Regions from separate parts of the Mus musculus genome. Here all the other regions are linked to region 2. The links are chromatin contacts, called in public Hi-C and promoter capture Hi-C maps. All regions are on one chromosome and are shown on one strand. The core of a region is the stretch at or near the end of the contact, and the rest is flanking DNA. Distances in the headings are between cores, read along the strand shown. Region 1 overlaps Cstf3 (cleavage stimulation factor, 3' pre-RNA, subunit 3). Region 2 has its middle 7.5 kb from the start of A930018P22Rik. Region 3 overlaps Abtb2 (ankyrin repeat and BTB (POZ) domain containing 2).

Region 1 (2,700 bases), core at 89-2,588, 530 kb before region 2:
TTAAAATAAAACTGTGGAAAACTTACAAATCTTCAAGTGGCACATACAAGACACCCTTGAAAAGGAACAAGATGTGGCGTTGTCATTTTGTACTGTTATTTAAAACCTAATCTTGCTTAGAGGATAGGTCTGCTCCAAATTCAAAATCCACACAGGCTTGGGTTTTTTCTCAAGAACCATATGACAGAGGCACCAATGACAATACAACTTTGTTTCCAAAACCTTGTAACAAAGTGTTGTCTCTTTAAAACATATGACTTAAGAGGCAAAACAGGAGTCCTGGGTAAGAGTTTTTCTCTCAGAGGCAGGTAGGTTTAAGCCGACTCATCGTATTCGCTTCTGCTGCCGTGCTCTGTAAATGTCATGAACAGGGGGGACTACAGCCCCCTTTTCTTCATCTTCGTCTGAATCCTCGTTGGGCCTTTTGACAGCCTTAGTCAGTACAGCACTACTTTCCACTGGGCCGTTGCCTTCCACAGCCAGCTCTGGGGCCCCACCAGTGATGATCCTCACGGCTTCCTCAACAGCTGTTGGGATGGAGCAAAAAGAACATCGCTTACGACGATGCTACTATAGAAGAGTGCTCTGCCCATTCCATAGCCTGTCAGCAAGCATGGAATGGTGTTGCTGCTACTAAGTTACAGCTGCCATTAAAACCGAGAAAATGCTAAGACAGATTAGACAGTGCACCACCACACGTGCCAGGATTCTGATTGTGTGTTACCAGAGTATATGCCCACACTGCAGAAGGCCCAGCTTACTCCAGGCTGTTCCTGCACCTCTGTAGACTGGATACTTGGCTTTAGAGACTTTGCTGAAGAGAACAATCCTTTCTCTCTGGGAAACAATGTAGATTCCGCAGTGAAAATGAGCTTCTGTTACTTACTGTTTGGTATCTTGCATCTTCGGAAAATTTCCATCAGCTCATCCACTTGTACAAAAGGACCCTATCATGACACGAGTACATTTCAGCTCAGTTACCTGACAAGTTCACTGTTGTACCTCCCACTATACAAAAACAACAACAAAAACCCATATAATTACTGCGACCCAGAGAACCAGTGTGTACAATGAACAAACCTGGAAGCAGATAGGAGGTGGGAGCAGTTTCATCAAAACAACAGCGGCAGGAGGCACTGGAAACACTCCACCGGGGACAGGGTGCAAGCCTGGAGCTGAGGGAGAAAGCAGGCATGAAACATGGGCACAGTTTCTATGTGAGAAAGCTGAAGTCAAGTGACCTGCACACAACTTTCTATGTCCCTGCCGCTCCCTTCTGAACACATACAAAGGGCTGTAGTGCTTTAACCAAGTGACCAAATGAAATAGGCCGGACAGGAAATTCAGTGTCAGTCTTAGGTCACTGGGAATCAGACAAGTGACTTCATGTAAAGCCAGCCAGGTCTGCTCTAAAAGACATTTTTGTTTACTACTTTTGAGTTACAGTGTTTAGTAATCCTGTTTGAAGTCACTTGTTCAAAAGCACATTTAATCAAAAGGGTCTTGTTCAAAGAGGACCTAGAGGGGCTACTAACCACTCACAACTGCAGTGAGTTTCCAGTTGGTCGAGTACTCTGCACACTGCAGCATGTGTGAAATGGGCAACTGAGGTCTGCAGTGTTCAGAGGCTTGGGTTGATTGGTTTTTTAAACATTCTTAGTGTTTGCAGTTCAAAGATTACTGTCAACTCACTGTGACCCCAAGTCTAATAGTTAACTTACAGTGGAAAAGGCCAGGTTACTTCCCTCCCACACCTTGGATTGAAATCAAACGAACGTCTGAGTTCTGGATCTTACGTGCTAAATGTCGTGGCTGAAATGGAATCATCTGCTGAGTGTCTGGCTTAGGGTACTCAGGTTTTCTATCCACTTCATCTTTCAGAACAGGCACTATGGAAGGAGCTACAACTGGGTCTGGAATTATAGCAGCTAGCTTAGCACGGGAGACATCCTGAAAATGCAGAACAGAAGAATCCTAAACCTGAAAAGGGTCTTACAGAGCATTGTGCAGTTCCACAATCTTGAGGATACAGTAGGAATAATTGGGTTATAAGCACAGGAAGGATGGAGAAGGAGAAAGGAAATCTCATGATGATAAAGATTGTTCAACACAACAAGGGAAGCCATTCACTTTGAAGGTTGCATTTTAAAAATTTACCTCAACCCCAGCTAAGAATCACTAGACTGTCTCCAGGCAGGATCATTGCAAGATAGATACAAGACTTTGTGAAAAGAGTTGTAAGAATGGCACCAAGAAGAGAGTGGGGTGATGTGAAGGAAAAGGTTTAGACTTGTTTGTTCGAGACAGGGTCTCATTTTGTAGCCCTAGCTGTTCTGGAACTCAGCTGGCCTCAAACTTACAGAGACCAGCCGCCTCTGTCTTCCCACTGCTGGGATTAAAGGCACCTCTCACCATGCCCAGCTAAGATAAAGCTTTGCTTTTTGATACTTTCCTTCCACTGGATTAACATCTCAGTAAAAGCGAAAAGCCTGGGTTAAGTGAGATTCTTGCTTCATGAAAGCCAAGATGGGGATCACTAGCACTGCACTGGCTCACAGCAGTTCGCTAATGCAGTGAACATCCTTCCAATGTACAGGAGAAAAGAAACATATCTTGAACATATATTCTTAGCCAGATTGTATTCACTCTTTGAGGAAATCAGTAACATTCCTAGCATGGACTGGAGCTTAAAAGAAGATC
Region 2 (2,700 bases), core at 80-2,579:
TCAAGCCAGGGGAAGCAACTAGCTTATATATATTTCAGTTTGGCCTTGATTGCTCCCAAGCAGCTACCCCTGTAGCTCAGCTACAAACAAGGCTGTGCTTTTGCTCCCCATTTAGTTGGGGATGTGCTGGTGCTTAGCGACATTCTCCTGGGGGAAGGGGAAGACAACCCCGCATCAGTACATGTGCCTGTTTTCACAGTGTAAATATTCTCCCTGTGCATCATCAGGAAGAGATGCAATTATGCGCTATTTCCACCCTATAGACCCAACATGGGTAAATTATCTTGAGCATAGATATAACAAAATAATTAGGAAGTTCAGAATTGTCAACATGTGTTGTCATTTTTTAAAAGTTTTATTTATCATTATTTGTGTCTGCATTTAGCCATATGCACCATGTACATGCAGTCCCTGAAGAGGCCAGAAGAGGGCACCCTGTTGCCTGACCCTCCCGGGGCTGGGATGGCAGAGCTGTGCCACCAGTCTGTTGTAAATTGATACAATTTAACTTTAACTTTTGAGACTTTAACTTTTGAGACTCGTTCTTGCTGTGTGGTTCAGGTTGGACTTTGATTTATTTATTTTTACTTATTTTGTTTGTGTATGAGTGCTCTGCTGTGTGTACACCTGCATGCAGAAGAGGGCATCAGATCTCTTTATAGTGAGCCACCGTGTGGTTGTTGGGATTGAACTCAGGACCTCTGGAAAAGCAGCCAGTGCTCTTAACTGCTGAGCCATCTCTCCAGTCCTGGACTTGGAATTTATTATGAAGTTCAGACAGACCTCAGACTCCCAACTCCCTGTCTCAGACTCCCTAAAAGTTTGTTAATGGTGACTACATTTGATAAATTGCTCGTAGAACTCCTGAAAAAATGGATAGTTGGCTCTCCTACACCTGCAGCTGACTCTTCTACTCCTTTTTAAGCCTAGGCAGTTGCTTCCATCATGGTCTCCTTCACTGCCAGGCATCTTTTTCTTTGGAGAAACAGCTTCTTTCTCCCACTCTGTCTTGTCTCCAGAGAAGCAATCACATGATCAGCAATCGTATGATCCCACAGCGCTGAAGTAAGTGAGTAATACCAGAATACTGTCAGCCCTTCCATGATGGCTTTGGTTCCCAGTCAGCCACTGAAAGCCTCTGATTTTCCACAACAGCTCCAAGCACAGACAAGTTAGTACTTGAGATGTGCAGTCTGCAAGAAATGAGGCCACTTTGGCGGGTGTGAATGAAGTCTGTGTCTGGCTGCTGCAGCTGTCTGAGGAGGGTAGGGCTGGGTTATCTCAGGGACCCAGAGCAGGCGGTTACACCCAGTGCTCGCCAACTGGCTGTTGTGTGTGGACACTGGCAAGCAAATGCCAGGCGTACCATCCTCCATGGCCTGCTGTGTCACCTAATCAGTTCAAGAGTACCAGGAGAACACCTGGGAGGGGTCAGAATTCAATCTCTGCATTGTGTTGTCACACACAACTTTTACAGCTCTTAGTTTTGGGGTTTTGCTTTGTTGGGTTTTGGGAGGATAGTGTGTGGGATGTGTGTGTGTGTGTGTGTGTGTGGTATGTGAGTGTGTGTGGTATATGTCCAGGTGTGTTAATATGTACTGAATCTGGAGGAAGACATCAAGTATCCTGCACAATTGCTGTCTTATTCCTTTGGCACAGGGTCTCTTGCTGAGCCTGGAGCTAGACTTGCTGGCCAGCAACCCTCTTCAGCCCCCAGCACTGCAGTTACTGCACCATAGCTGTTCCCAGCTTTGTGTGTGAGTGCTCGGAATCCAGACTCAGATCCTCATGTGTACACAGCGAGCACTCTTACCCACCGAGCTGTCTCCCCAGCCCCTGTTCTGGTTGGTGTGTTTTGGCTTTTGAGACAGTGTCTTGCTACATAGTCCTGGGTGGCCTGGAAGTGTGTGGAGCAAGATGGTCTTAAACATGCTATGATGCGTGTGCTTTAGCCTTCCAAGCTGGGCCACGGTGACCACTATGTCCTGCTTTCTGGGGTTTCTGCAGCCATGCTCACTGAGGAAGAAACCTGTAGGGCAGCCTTAGCAGACCTAGATTCTGAGCTAGCTCTGTAGCTCCTTGACTATGCCTGGAGGGAAGTGACCTGGCCGGGGAGCATTAGCTTCTTGTTTAGAAAACTTGCTCAGAGAGACCTACCCCACAATGTGGTGGGAGGCATTAAATGAGATGTTTGTCCACTGCCACACCTGAGCACTTAGCCGGAGCCACTTATCTGGGTAGCCCCTGAGGGCTCTCTGGACTCTGGACTCTCTGGAGGTAATGGATCACAGCCCCTACCCCCTCCTCCCCACTTTGTCTCCATCTGAGCTCTGTACCTGGTTTTCCTGGCCGATTCTCATTGCCCCCAGCAGTCACCTGTCTGAAAGTCCAAAGTTTTCAAGGAAAACAAGAAGCACTGAACATACCCGAACTCAAGTCTGTCCTCTTCCAGGCACTGGGGGAATGGATCCAGAGTGACTGTCAGGCTGCAAGGGTCTTAGTAGAACAAAGTTTGTCAACTCAAGGAATTTCCTCTTTCACCCTTTTGGCCTGCGCAGTGTTTTGGAACCATCGGAATGAGTTGCCGAGATTGAGAAACCAGGTTGCCACCTGACCTTGTGCTCACACGCCAGCTTTGGCAATGACGGAATGACTGCTTACACTGGGGAGCTATTCCCTTGAACACTGAGCCCAAGCCCT
Region 3 (2,700 bases), core at 181-2,680, 550 kb after region 2:
GGGCAGAAACAAGCACTCCAGAACAGTGATGCTCTGCCCACTAATAATAGCTAATGTCTGAGTGCTAGCCGTGTACCAGACGTTCCCAAGCACTCTTCCCACACCATCTGAGCCCTTTTCCACACCATTTCCTTCGGAGTTTCTGAAGGAAGGCCCTTATATTAGTCACAGACACATATATTTTTAAGCTCTCCAGGTGATGATAACATGAATCTACTGCTGGGAATTAATGAAAGAGCTACTTGATGAGAACTGTGATATCCCCGTTTAATAGCAGAGGAAAATTGAGACAACAGATGGTCAGGCAGTGGCAACCATAAGGTCCCATCCATAACTACCCTATGCCCCCACCTTCTGAAGAGCAGGCCCTTGGATATACACAGTATCCTATGAACATTCTTTCAATATCAATTCCTGACTCACTCATGACTGACTTGCAAGAATCCAAAGCTGCCTGAACATGGGTTATAGTTTTTTCCAGAAGTGAAGAACATGTATGCAAAGTTCCAAGTAGTTCACAGAACTAGTGGACCTAATTAAACAGACCACGTGTTAATGACTGAAAACAGTAGAGCTGATCACCTTTGTGTAGGCTATTGGCCATCTACAAAGGAGCTTCTTTAGGCTAACAACTGAACATGTTAAATAGAAATTAACCCTCTCTTGCCCAAGTCCTGACCAGTCTTGTTGGGCTATGCCTCTGGAAAAACAAATGAGTACAGCTATTCAATCTATTACACGATTGAGAAAGTATAAGGTGGCCTTGCCTCCTACCCAGCTTCTTACTTACTATCTCTGTAGATTACATCTGGGACAAACAACCAAATCTACACTTAAGTCTCTGGCTTAGTCCTGCCCCTTCAATACTTTAGTGAAGCCTGGCCCATAAGCCTTACCGTCGTCACTCAGTTTTTCCTCTCTTAACTCACATACCAAACTGTAGGTAAATACCATTGGCTCTGACCATACACACATCCACGACCAACCTGTCCAAGTCCCACCCTCACTTTGTCTAAGTTCCTCCCTCTTTTACCTCAATGATTGCAAACCCCTCTTCCTTGATCATCTCACTTCTACACTTGATACTAAAGTCCATTCCCAACAGGGCAGAGAGAATAACCGTCTTAAACTGCAAATGGAATCGTGTCAATCAGCTCAAGTTCATCACAGCACACTCAGCCTTAAAGACATGGCGCTGTTATGCAATAACACTGTGTTGTTTCGTCTTCTCCTTCCTTCTGCTCCATGAGGAACCCAACCACGCTCATCTCCGTGCGGTCTACAGCAACCAGGAACAGTTCCTTGTTATTCCCTCTACTGGGAGCTGCTTTCTCCAGCCATGAGGGCCCTTACTGTGGCTCCTCCATTGTGCCTCCTGTCTTCACTTTCAGCCATGCTCCCCGGAACACTGCCCAGTCCACACAAAGTCTTCAGTAAATATTTGCTGAACAAATGATGCACCGCAAACTGAACTTTCCTCCTAGCTCCTAACCCAGAGTCCCTACGCACTGTAATCTCCTCAGAGACTAGCTAAATAGACAATATCATCTGTGAGACTTTACAAAGGTCCCATGATAGGGGAATATTCTGATGATTCTCAGGGCAGCTCTACCCCGGGGCCTTGTATTACACTCCTGTATTGAATCCCAGCATAGTTCTGGCTTGTCCTGCTTGCCCTGGGAGGATTAAGTCCAAAAGAACAGCTGTGAGCAATTTGCTTTCCAATTTTGTCTCCGTGTATAACTTGATCTACCCAGCTCTGAGATGAAGACCAAACCACCAGGTCCCCAGTTCATACATAGGGACCCCTGCCTTATCTGGAACACTTCATTGACTTTCCTTAGGATTTGAGAGGTGGATAGGGAAGAGAAGGGCACAAGCTTGTTTAATCTCGCCTCTCAGCCTAACCTCCCAAGTCCTGCTCAAACTCTGGGACTGAGGAGAGAAGTTAAAGCCTGCACACCTCAGGACAACAAGCTCTGCATCTTGGCTTTTTAGAACTCCTGGCCTCCTGTCATCCTCAGTGACTCTCATTTCCCCTCCTTTTTGAAAAATCAGGCCTGCCAACCCCAACAAACAGCATTTAAAAATATCGTGCTGGCTTGTGCAGCACTGCCTTCTACATTCCTCACAATGCCTATCTGTGTCCCAAGTAGGACAGAGAAGGGTGTAGAGTATTTATTTTTTCCTAGCTTCTCCCCTACTATAAATACCCTAGTCTGGGTAGGCAGGCTTCAAACACCAGCTGTATGAAGTCACCTCGGGGCTGGACCTCACCACAGTGCTGGCCTGCCAGGGCCTGGACACAGCTGTCAAGCAGTTTATGTCAGCCAGAAGTACATAGAACTCATCCTTCTGGGAGAAGGCGAAGCAAAACCTAAGTGTAACAATCACAGCAAATGCTAATGTTAAAAAGATGGCGTCTAGTCTCACCAGCCCACAGCCTGCTTCAGCCAGGACTTTTTCTTTCCTCAGGATACTAATTACAGGGGTCAATCCCAGGGAACTGATTTCACAGAGTTCTTGTGGGGTCCAGAAAATTTCCAGAGACAGAATGGCCCCCAGAGACTCTAGTCCAACCTCCTCATACCACAGAGATCCAAAAACTGGGGTGATTCACTCCAGTCACAGAGAGGGCAAGCTCCTGTCCAGAACTTTCTCAATCCAAGTCTATAGTTCTCTGTGCTGAATTGTTCTAGA

The links. Promoter capture Hi-C pulls out the DNA fragments that hold promoters and counts their contacts. A called contact is a pair of places that touch in the nucleus more often than the background predicts.
Region 1: a contact with region 2 is called in a Hi-C map of liver, with 4 times the contacts expected there. The contact joins two enhancer-like sites. A contact is called at or near these places in 8 of 39 promoter capture datasets (the 3T3-L1 cell line, cranial neural crest, embryonic stem cells and 5 more), 3 of 15 datasets of contacts at CTCF or cohesin (the NIH/3T3 cell line, large pre-B cells and pro-B cells), 15 of 484 Hi-C or Micro-C datasets (B cells, the HL-1 cell line, adipose-derived mesenchymal stem cells and 6 more), 1 of 115 datasets of contacts at active chromatin or transcription factors (embryonic forebrain) and 2 of 9 other capture datasets (embryonic stem cells and pancreatic islet).
Region 3: a promoter capture Hi-C map of liver shows a contact between it and region 2, with 3 times the contacts expected there. The contact joins two enhancer-like sites. A contact is called at or near these places in 5 of 39 promoter capture datasets (the HPC-7 cell line, hippocampal neurons, liver and 2 more).

What each region holds. Positions count from the first base shown.
Region 1 is chr2:104,662,544-104,665,243 of GRCm38.p6, reverse strand. It overlaps Cstf3 (cleavage stimulation factor, 3' pre-RNA, subunit 3), which reads right to left. Exons shown (of 21, transcript NM_145529.3): 18 at 1,797-1,950; 19 at 1,081-1,175; 20 at 887-947; 21 at 1-527. The coding sequence ends at 325. Among named protein-coding and RNA genes, the nearest start is that of Gm6306, 46 kb to the left of the region's middle. Within about 2 kb of position 1,338, at least 6 of the 459 cell types and tissues checked have an H3K27ac peak or open chromatin away from gene starts, as enhancers often do. A contact at or near this core is called in liver, where this site is marked.
Region 2 is chr2:104,128,905-104,131,604 of GRCm38.p6, reverse strand. No RefSeq gene overlaps it. Among named protein-coding and RNA genes, the nearest start is that of A930018P22Rik, 7.5 kb to the right of the region's middle. Within about 2 kb of position 1,329, at least 41 of the 459 cell types and tissues checked have an H3K27ac peak or open chromatin away from gene starts, as enhancers often do. A contact at or near this core is called in liver, where this site is marked.
Region 3 is chr2:103,577,536-103,580,235 of GRCm38.p6, reverse strand. All of the region lies in intron 1 of Abtb2 (ankyrin repeat and BTB (POZ) domain containing 2), which reads right to left. It overlaps 8030431J09Rik (a long non-coding RNA gene), which reads right to left. Exons shown (of 2, transcript XR_866592.2): 1 at 1-2,700. Among named protein-coding and RNA genes, the nearest start is that of 8030431J09Rik, 6.8 kb to the right of the region's middle. Within about 2 kb of position 1,430, at least 47 of the 459 cell types and tissues checked have an H3K27ac peak or open chromatin away from gene starts, as enhancers often do. A contact at or near this core is called in liver, where this site is marked.